Linked DNA regions of Mus musculus: all the other regions are linked to region 2. Evidence: chromatin contacts called from public Hi-C and promoter capture Hi-C data. All regions are on one chromosome and are shown on one strand. The core of a region is the stretch at or near the end of the contact, and the rest is flanking DNA. Distances in the headings are between cores, read along the strand shown.

Evidence for each region. Promoter capture Hi-C pulls out the DNA fragments that hold promoters and counts their contacts. A called contact is a pair of places that touch in the nucleus more often than the background predicts.
Region 1: a contact with region 2 is called in a Hi-C map of cortical neurons, with 4 times the contacts expected there. The contact joins the enhancer-like site here to the promoter of Park7 in region 2. A contact is called at or near these places in 4 of 39 promoter capture datasets (embryonic stem cells, hippocampal neurons, liver and 1 more), 6 of 484 Hi-C or Micro-C datasets (the G1E-ER4 cell line, bone marrow-derived macrophages, cortical neurons and 2 more), 5 of 115 datasets of contacts at active chromatin or transcription factors (the SCID.adh cell line, astrocytes, bone marrow-derived macrophages and 2 more) and 3 of 9 other capture datasets (adipose tissue, embryonic stem cells and macrophages).
Region 3: a promoter capture Hi-C map of the HPC-7 cell line shows a contact between it and region 2, with 3 times the contacts expected there. The contact joins the enhancer-like site here to the promoter of Park7 in region 2. A contact is called at or near these places in 7 of 39 promoter capture datasets (the HPC-7 cell line, cranial neural crest, embryonic stem cells and 4 more), 2 of 484 Hi-C or Micro-C datasets (cortical neurons and myocytes) and 3 of 115 datasets of contacts at active chromatin or transcription factors (astrocytes, bone marrow-derived macrophages and pancreatic cancer cells).

Annotation. Positions count from the first base shown.
Region 1 is chr4:150,338,142-150,340,841 of GRCm38.p6, reverse strand. The region is part of intron 1 of Rere (arginine glutamic acid dipeptide (RE) repeats); the gene reads right to left. Among named protein-coding and RNA genes, the nearest start is that of Rere, 58 kb to the right of the region's middle. Within about 2 kb of position 1,416, at least 56 of the 459 cell types and tissues checked have an H3K27ac peak or open chromatin away from gene starts, as enhancers often do. A contact at or near this core is called in the SCID.adh cell line, cortical neurons, embryonic stem cells and 2 more, where this site is marked.
Region 2 is chr4:150,908,493-150,911,192 of GRCm38.p6, reverse strand. Park7 (Parkinson disease (autosomal recessive, early onset) 7) reads left to right here and starts at 1,272. Exons shown (of 7, transcript NM_020569.3): 1 at 1,272-1,410.
Region 3 is chr4:150,361,132-150,363,831 of GRCm38.p6, reverse strand. All of the region lies in intron 1 of Rere (arginine glutamic acid dipeptide (RE) repeats), which reads right to left. Among named protein-coding and RNA genes, the nearest start is that of Rere, 81 kb to the right of the region's middle. Within about 2 kb of position 1,366, at least 65 of the 459 cell types and tissues checked have an H3K27ac peak or open chromatin away from gene starts, as enhancers often do. A contact at or near this core is called in the HPC-7 cell line, bone marrow-derived macrophages, embryonic stem cells and 2 more, where this site is marked.

The DNA.
Region 1 (2,700 bases), core at 167-2,666, 570 kb after region 2:
ATGTAATTGTGCTCCCAATGGGATGAGAAACAAAGGTCTTATAAGAGAATGGTGTGATCTACATTTCTGAAAAGCTCACCTATCCTGCCATGAAAAACAGATTACAGGATGACAAAAAACAGAAGCTGAATGAAGATGTTAAGAGAAGGCTATACTTAGAGAACGAAGACAAACGTAGTCAATAGTGATTTGCTACACGGATGCTGTTGAAGAAGATGAAGGCAAGGCCCAGCACGGTACAGCATGCATATGCAAGCTGTTGTCTCTGATCAGCACAGCTACTGAGTGTCTAAAACCGAGTCATTTTAGAAGAGCCAAGCGGGAATATACCCAAGCTCTTTCAGCACCTTCTTGACCACTCAGGCCAGAGTCGAAGGCTTGAACTGTGGAATGGAGCTAACTAAATTCAGATCTTTATGCCCTTCCTTTCAAGAAGTTATCTCCACTCCACGGCCCCCGCCCACCACGGTCTCTGCCTCAGCGCCCGGTCACCACTCGGGGCAGCAGTACTCTTCCTCAGTCTCTCAACACTCTTTCACTGAGTCTGCTTCTAGCAAATGCCACAGACAGTTCCAAAAAGAACCTAATAATTGGGAATAAAGAGTTAAGTTTCAGAGCTGGAGAGCTGGCTTAGCCGTTAAGAGCACTGGCTGCTCTTCCGAAGGTTCTGAGGTCAAATCCCAGCAACCACATGGCGGCTCACAACCATCCGTAATGAGATCTGACGCCCTCTTCTGGTGGTGTCTTCTGAAGACAGCTACAGCGAGTGTACTCACATAATAATAAATTAATCTTTTTTAACAAAAAAGGAGTTAAGTTTCTAACATTCTTACAGACAGCTATTAACTTCTACAAAGAACAACTAAAGCTGCTAATTCTTAGTTTAGCGTGAGTTTCAGCTCTCTGTAATATGGATAGTAGTTCTAGAATCGCTACTAGCTCTTATCAGGGGAAGTACAAAACTTATTTTTTTCCAGAATAACACTGAAAAATTAAATTCCTTGTTTGTTTACAAGGACATGGTTGGTCTCACTCTGCAGTCCAGGCTGACATCAATCTCATGACCCTCCTGCTCAACTGAGAGTACAGGAGTGAGCCTCCTGCCTGAGTGTTTTGGTTTTTGTTGTGTTTTATTTTAAGTGTCCATGAAAACCTACTCTGCTCCCTTCAGAGCTGCTAAACACTCCAGTTAAACACTGACATGTCCTACTGTTTTACACCTTCAATAAGAAGGTCTCCTCCCAAAAGCTGAGAAGGGGAAGATGAGGAGGGGAAACTCAGTTTTCCATCGGGAATCAGAATAGGAAAACACTCATTCCTTAGGGACTCAGTGGCCATAAGCACATGGGAGTGATGCCCCGTCATGCTGCCCAGTTCTGCCTGGCAGTTCCATATCGTCCCTCCCACACCCTTCTGCTCTGCCATCCTTTTTTCTACTTACTAGATAAAAGCATATTCTTGCCACTGACTAACATGAAAGACATAACAGTGCCTTTAAAACCAGAATTAAAACAAAGATACAGTTTCATCTATTGATGGGATCACACTTAGTAGCAATGCCTTAAGATGCTAAAAGCAAACAGTGTTATTTAGGCACAGCATCTTGGGATGCTGCTTTCTCTAGCATGACAGCTCACATAGTAGACAGTAAACATCCAAGCATGCCTTTTACAAGCTGCTGAGAAAAGGAGAGGTGCGGCATATGGCAGGCCTCCTGTTGGAAACAGAGCTCGGTGCACATGTCCCCTGCAGCACAGATCACTGTAACTGTAGCAACCACAACGCTTCAAAGTCAGGACCGCGGGGAATTCCCCAAGAGGGCTAGATTCTCTGGATCTTCTGTAACTGCCAAAAGCTTTACAGAGCAGACAGAAAATACACTAAGAAAGATGTCATACCAATTTTCAACAAGGTTCCTCCACTATCCAGACATTTTCCCAAAAAGGAAACTAATAATTTAATCAGTATTTCTCAAAAATGAATTTAAATGCTTCTGATTAATATATGCATATACATGTTTTCATTCTCTAGTACAAGTATAATATAATTAAGTCAATGCTACTTAAAATCTTTTGGCTCTTGATGAGGATTGTTAGTAAAAATGATTATGAAAAACAACAGTAGCATGGAAAGAAAAAGGAAAAAGAAAAAGATGACAGAGAAGAAAACAGCAAACATTTTAAATAATAGTAGAATACAAACTGAACTACAAAAAAAGTGTGTGCCGGGCTGGTGAGATGGCTCAGTGGGTGAGAGCACCCGACTGCTCTTCCGAAGGTCCAGAGTTCAAATCCCAGCAACCACATGGTGGCTCACAACCATCCATAATGAGATCTGACTCCCTCTTCTGGTGTGTCTGAAGACAGCTACAGTGTACTTACATATAATAAATAAATAAATCTTTAAAAAAAAAAAAAGTGTGTGCCTTCTAAGGACAGTTCCTCCCACCTATCTCTTCAGTAATCACCAAGATTTATAAAGGAAACAGACACAGAAACAGTACCCAAAATTAATCACTATACAAAAGGAAGATTATCAGAGAATGTTTTGTTGTCAAGAAAGAATCTCACCAAACTTCTCCAAGTGTGCCCAGTTCTCACTACCAATAGCTAGGCTACACTCAGCCTTGGTCAGACAAAGTTCTTTTGGCAGTGGTCAGCAGTCAACAGTGAGGTGCATAATTATTTAAAGTCCTTTAAG
Region 2 (2,700 bases), core at 23-2,522:
CCAGTTTGAAGCTGGGCGTGGTGGCACACGCCTTTAATCCCAGCATTCGGGAGGCAGAGGCAGGCGGATTTCTGAGTTCGAGGCCAGCCTGGTCTACAAAGTGAGTTCCAGGACAGCCAGGGCTACACAGAGAAACCCTGTCTCGAAAAACCAAAAAAAAAAAAAAAAAAAAAAAAAGAATTTCCAGTTTATAAGATTTCCAATATGAACCTATGATGGAGGTCAGCCAATGTATGTGAGGTATTCAATCTCCATATAGGAAGGAAAGCAAGTTTATATCCTGTCGGGGGTTTGTATAAAAAGTACTGAGACTTGCCAAACGAGCTGGCTTTCTCTGAGGTGGGTACAGATAGGACCAGGTGAGGGTGGGTCTCCCTCCTGTAAGCTGAAAGATAACTATTAAAAACTCAGGAGAGAGCCGGTGGGAGGGCTCGACAGGTAAGGGTGCTTGCCACACACCGGAGGATTTGAGTTCCATCCGAGACCTTGTAGTAAAGAAAGAACACACTAAGGCGAGTGGTCTTCTGTGAGTTTCCACGTGCACCCTTTGGCACAGGTTGAGATGCACACACAGTAACTGTCAACCCAGAAGTGTAAAAAGCTGAAATAAAATGAGATAATTAAATAATTTATCTTATCGTAGATGATAGCATTGCTCCAACCCGAGGGTGCAGTAGGACATTTTATTATTTGTGTGCATATGAGTGCAGTGCCCGTGGAGGTCAGAAGATGGCATTAGATCCTCAGGATCCGGAGTTAGGCAGTGGTGAGTCTCCCCAAATGGATGCTGGGAACCGAACCTGGGTCCTTTGCAAAACCAGCAAGAGCTCTTAAAGCTTGACACCGTCCTGTGACCCAGGGGACAGGGTGACCAGGCCTAGCTGGGAGGGACAGGCCTGGGATGACGTGGAACGAAGACTAGCAGGCCAGGGGCAAATAGAGGGGATGTCACAGTAAGGGGCAAGAAAGGCAAACGGTCCACAAAAACCGTAATGTAAGACGGCTTCCAAAAATGACTGAACTTCAGCCTGTGAATTCGCATGTGCTAGGATTACAAGTGTGGGGTTCAGGCTGTAGCCCAGCCAGGCCTCAAACTCGGAACCACTATCAACTTAAACGTCGAAGAGGCAGAGAGGGGCAATTGCGCAGGCGCCCGCAGGGTGGGCGGTACCGTTGTCTGGGGGCGAGATGGTACAAGCGCTGCGCAGCCGCAGTAGCCTCTATTCGCTCCTCCCCCCACCCCCACCCCGGGGCCTGGGCTCAGCCGGACATGACGCAGGCCGAGGCGGAAGCGAGGGGTTGTGCGCAGCCTCAGTGCGGGTGGCGCGCATGCGTGCTGGGTACACGTCGGGTGCGAGGTTCCTGCGGACTAGCGGTGGCTTCGCGTGGGTGGAGGAGGCGCGGCTGCAGGTCAGCGCCCTGGGGCTAGAGGCCGGGCTGTGATCCGCCCGCTGCCCCGGAGGGTCCCGGCTGGGCGGGCTGGGGGCAGCGGCCGCAGTGCATGCCGGGCCAGGCTCTGCACAGCATCCTCCGGGTTGGAGCGAGCGCAGTTACTGGAAGGCTTGACCAAAGTTGTGATGCGTGGGGAGCGTGCAGGGAAAGCACGCGGAAAGTGCCTCCGAGTGGCGGCTAGCTGTTCCCGGCCGCAGCAGGGCTGACCTCCTAAAGAGATAGTCCATCTTTATTAATCATTAGCAGTGTGGTCAGAGATTTAGCACCTTTGGACTCCCCCAACCCGGTCCTGACATTTTAGCAGTTTATTGGAACATCAACAACAAGAACAAAACCTTCGAAATTTACAAGTTGGTTTTTTACCAGTGAAATTGTGGATTTGGGGTTTTTTGTTTTGCTTTGCTTTTTTGTTTTGGTTTGGGTTTTTTGAGACAGGGTTTCTCTGTAACCCTGGCTATCATGGAACTCACGCTGTAGACCAGGCTGGCCTCGAACTCACAGATAGATACTCCTGTCTCTGTCTCTTCCTCCCAAGCGCTGAGACTAAAGGTGTGCGCTCGACTCGCTCCCCCTCCCCTCCCCTTCTCTCTTTCTCTTATTTCTCTTATTCTTTTCCTTCCCTCCCTCCCTCCTTCAGAGTATTTTAAGAAAACCAGCCTCTCCACAGTGTGACTGATATGCAGGGCCCGTTATGTGACCTGTCTTCGTTAGAGATTGGTCCTAAGAAAGCACAGTAAGGGAAAATGCAAAGAATACTAGCACACATTGGCAATCCCACATTTATTATTTTTTTTAAAGGATTTAGATTTTGGTTGGTTGGTGTTTGTTTGTTTGTTTGTTTGTTTTTCGAGACAGGATTTCTCTGTATAGCCCTGGCTGTCCTGGAACTCACTTTGTAGACCAGGCTGGCCTCGAACTCAGAACTCCACCTGCCTCTGCCTCCCGAGTGCTGGGATTAAAGGCATGCAAGGATTTAATTTTGATGTATCAGCATTCTGCTTGCATATATGTATGTGCAGAGGCCAGAAGAGGGCGCTGTATCCCCTGGACCTGGAGATGCAGACAATTGGGAGCAGCCCTGTGGGTGCTGGGAACTAAACCTTGATCCAGTGCTCTTAGCCACAGACTACCCACCCCAGCCACCCTGTTTTCATCCCGGGATTAGAGTGCTGAAACTCTGCCATGTGAACCAGTTTTAATCTAAGCTGCTTGCTTCCATGGATCCCAACCTGTCACACAGAAGTTATT
Region 3 (2,700 bases), core at 117-2,616, 550 kb after region 2:
GTGCATTCACTTATCATATCGTGACTTTCTCACACGTGCTCCTTGCTAGGTAAAGGTGTTGAAGAGCAGAAATATAAAGCATTAAATCAAGCACACTGGTAATAAGTATGCCCACAGAAAACCATGAACACACCTGCCACAAAAAGGAGTTAAAGTTTATGTACTTTGATGTCATCATTTTAATATTTAATTTTGCCTTCAGTAAATAAGCTTATGATTAAATATAAAGTTAGGTAAACATTACTGCAATCAAGACAACAGATTTTCTCTCTTGTTTTTGAAACACGGTCTTTCTGTGTAGCCCTGGTTAGATTCAACAGGATGTAAAACAGTCACCTTGCCTTTGTCTCCTAAGAGCTGGGCTTAAAGACATGCATCATCAAGCTCAGGTCCATCCTCTCAGAACATAATTAGAAATGGTATCAAATTATAACTATGTAAGTACAACATTAAGGCGAGGCACAATTAACTTTTCTTTATGTTTTATAGTAATGAGCCCCAAACATATTTCACATAAATTAAACAAGCAATAACTTCTTACTAAGTATTTAAAAGTATTACCTTGAGGAAATCCTAAAAAGTATCAACATGACTAAAACATATTCTAGGGAAGAAACACAACTTAGGGCGTCATCACCTTATCTACTTACAAGAAGGGAGAAGTAAATGGAACCAAAGGTCAGGCAGGAAGCACAGATTCCAAAAGTGAGCATCGCCCCCAAGGAGAGCAAACAAAGTCCTAAGTGAGGCCTCTAGGTAGACTCCTAACTGCCCTGCTTATTCACTCTGACAACTCGCTCTCGCTCGGTCAATGTATAATGACAGACAAGAGGCAGCACAGAGGAGAGGCTGGGGACACACTCAGGGCACAGATCATGATGCTGGATGGGAGGTTTAGAAAAGCCCTTGGGTGTCTCAGTGGGGGTCCAGCAAAGTTTACTGAAGAATAAGATAATACAAAACCAGGATCATTATACCAAGAACTGAAAATATTAAACTAGTTATTTGTGAAATTAAAGTAACATATACAAACTTGAAACACTGCTTTTGCCTTTTTGTTGTTATCCTGATTTGAGGTTTTTCTAGTACTATGTGTCTAACAAACTAAACTCTTTTAAAATAAAATCACCATCTTTCTCAGGAAAAATACTTATTAAACTTTTCAAAAAAATTAAATGAGTACTATTTACAAGGTTCAACATCACAGGGAGGATCACTGAGTGAGTAATTCCCTGCATAAAGAACAATTACTTCCCTACAGGAAATGTCTGACTAGCCTAATTCAAACCACGTACTGAAGCATGCCAGGATACACTGATTAAAACAAAGTCCAAAGCCGGGGTAGGAGGACTGCTTGGCTAAAACACGCCTTTAGAGAAGCCGAGAGGTGAGGCTCTCATGAAGACAAATGTTCAACACCCATTCTGGGAGTTTAATCTTTAACTGACCAGAAAAGACAAATATTTAAATCACAGGAAATTCAGTTCCATACAAAGGAAGACTCAGGCTAACTTCTTGTGTTTACGCCATTTCATTAATCCTAACAACAAAACCAAACACTGATCATTCCCTCCAATCTTCAGAGTAAGCTGACCACTATGAAAAAAACATGAAAGCCATCACAGACTGGGTGTGTGTATCTAAAGGATTGCAATGCAAATCGTGTCCTAAGTCCTGGAAGGAAATGACTGCCCAAGGCCCCCTTTATAGTCTCTCCAGGCCAGGGCAGGCCCTTATCATGAGATTTTCCTGACATGCCAATTATAGGAGACACGGAACAAATGGGCAGATGGTAGAAGCCGACCTCTCTCTGTTATCATTTACTGTAGACCTAACAAGTATCACATGAGTCCTGTGATAGGCTTTTGTTTTGTTTTGTTTTGGGGGTGGGGTGGGGGTGGGGGCAGGAGGGAGGAAGGAGGAGGGAGGATCTCAGTGAGTTTGAGAAAAGCCTGGTCTACATAGTGAGTTCCCAGCCAGGAAAGGTGAGAGAGAAAACAAGCAAAACAAAACGAGAAATGTGGTGCTACACACTGAGGAATATTTATCAGCATATGGCCTCATGGGCCCAACCTACAATAAAATAATAGCAAATATTTCTATTTATTGTTTTCCAGCCAAGGACTAATATACTTAGAGAAGAGTTAAAATAATTCCCAAACAACTAGAAAAGCACACCATTCAGGAAAAAAAAAAAGTATTATAAAAACTGAATCATAAATATTGAAAGCTAGTCTTCAACATTAAATAGTTGTCTTTTATGATAAAAGCTAAAGAAAAATCACAGTAACAAATACTATGGCTTTTAAAAGCAATTAGCGGTGAGGTTAAGAACGGAGAGATACACGTTTTTATTACCTGACTTTAACCATTATAAAGGCTTAGAGAGCTCACTGCTCTTGCTGAGGACCAGCACTCACAGAAAGGCTCACAGTCTGATGGATGACCTCTTCTGGACTCTTCAGGCTCCTGCACACATGTGATATACATAAACTGAAGACACAGACATGCATTGCATCCATCCATACGCATAAATAATACACATTTTTAGTAATCAATGTAAGTATTAGTTTGCTTATAGACAAGGTTTCAATGCATCTCAAGTTAGTCTAGAACTCTCTATCTGTCTCTCTCCCTGTGTGGTCAGGAAAGGCCGGAAGCCAGCTCCTGATCCTCCCCCAGAGGAGACTGGCATATGCA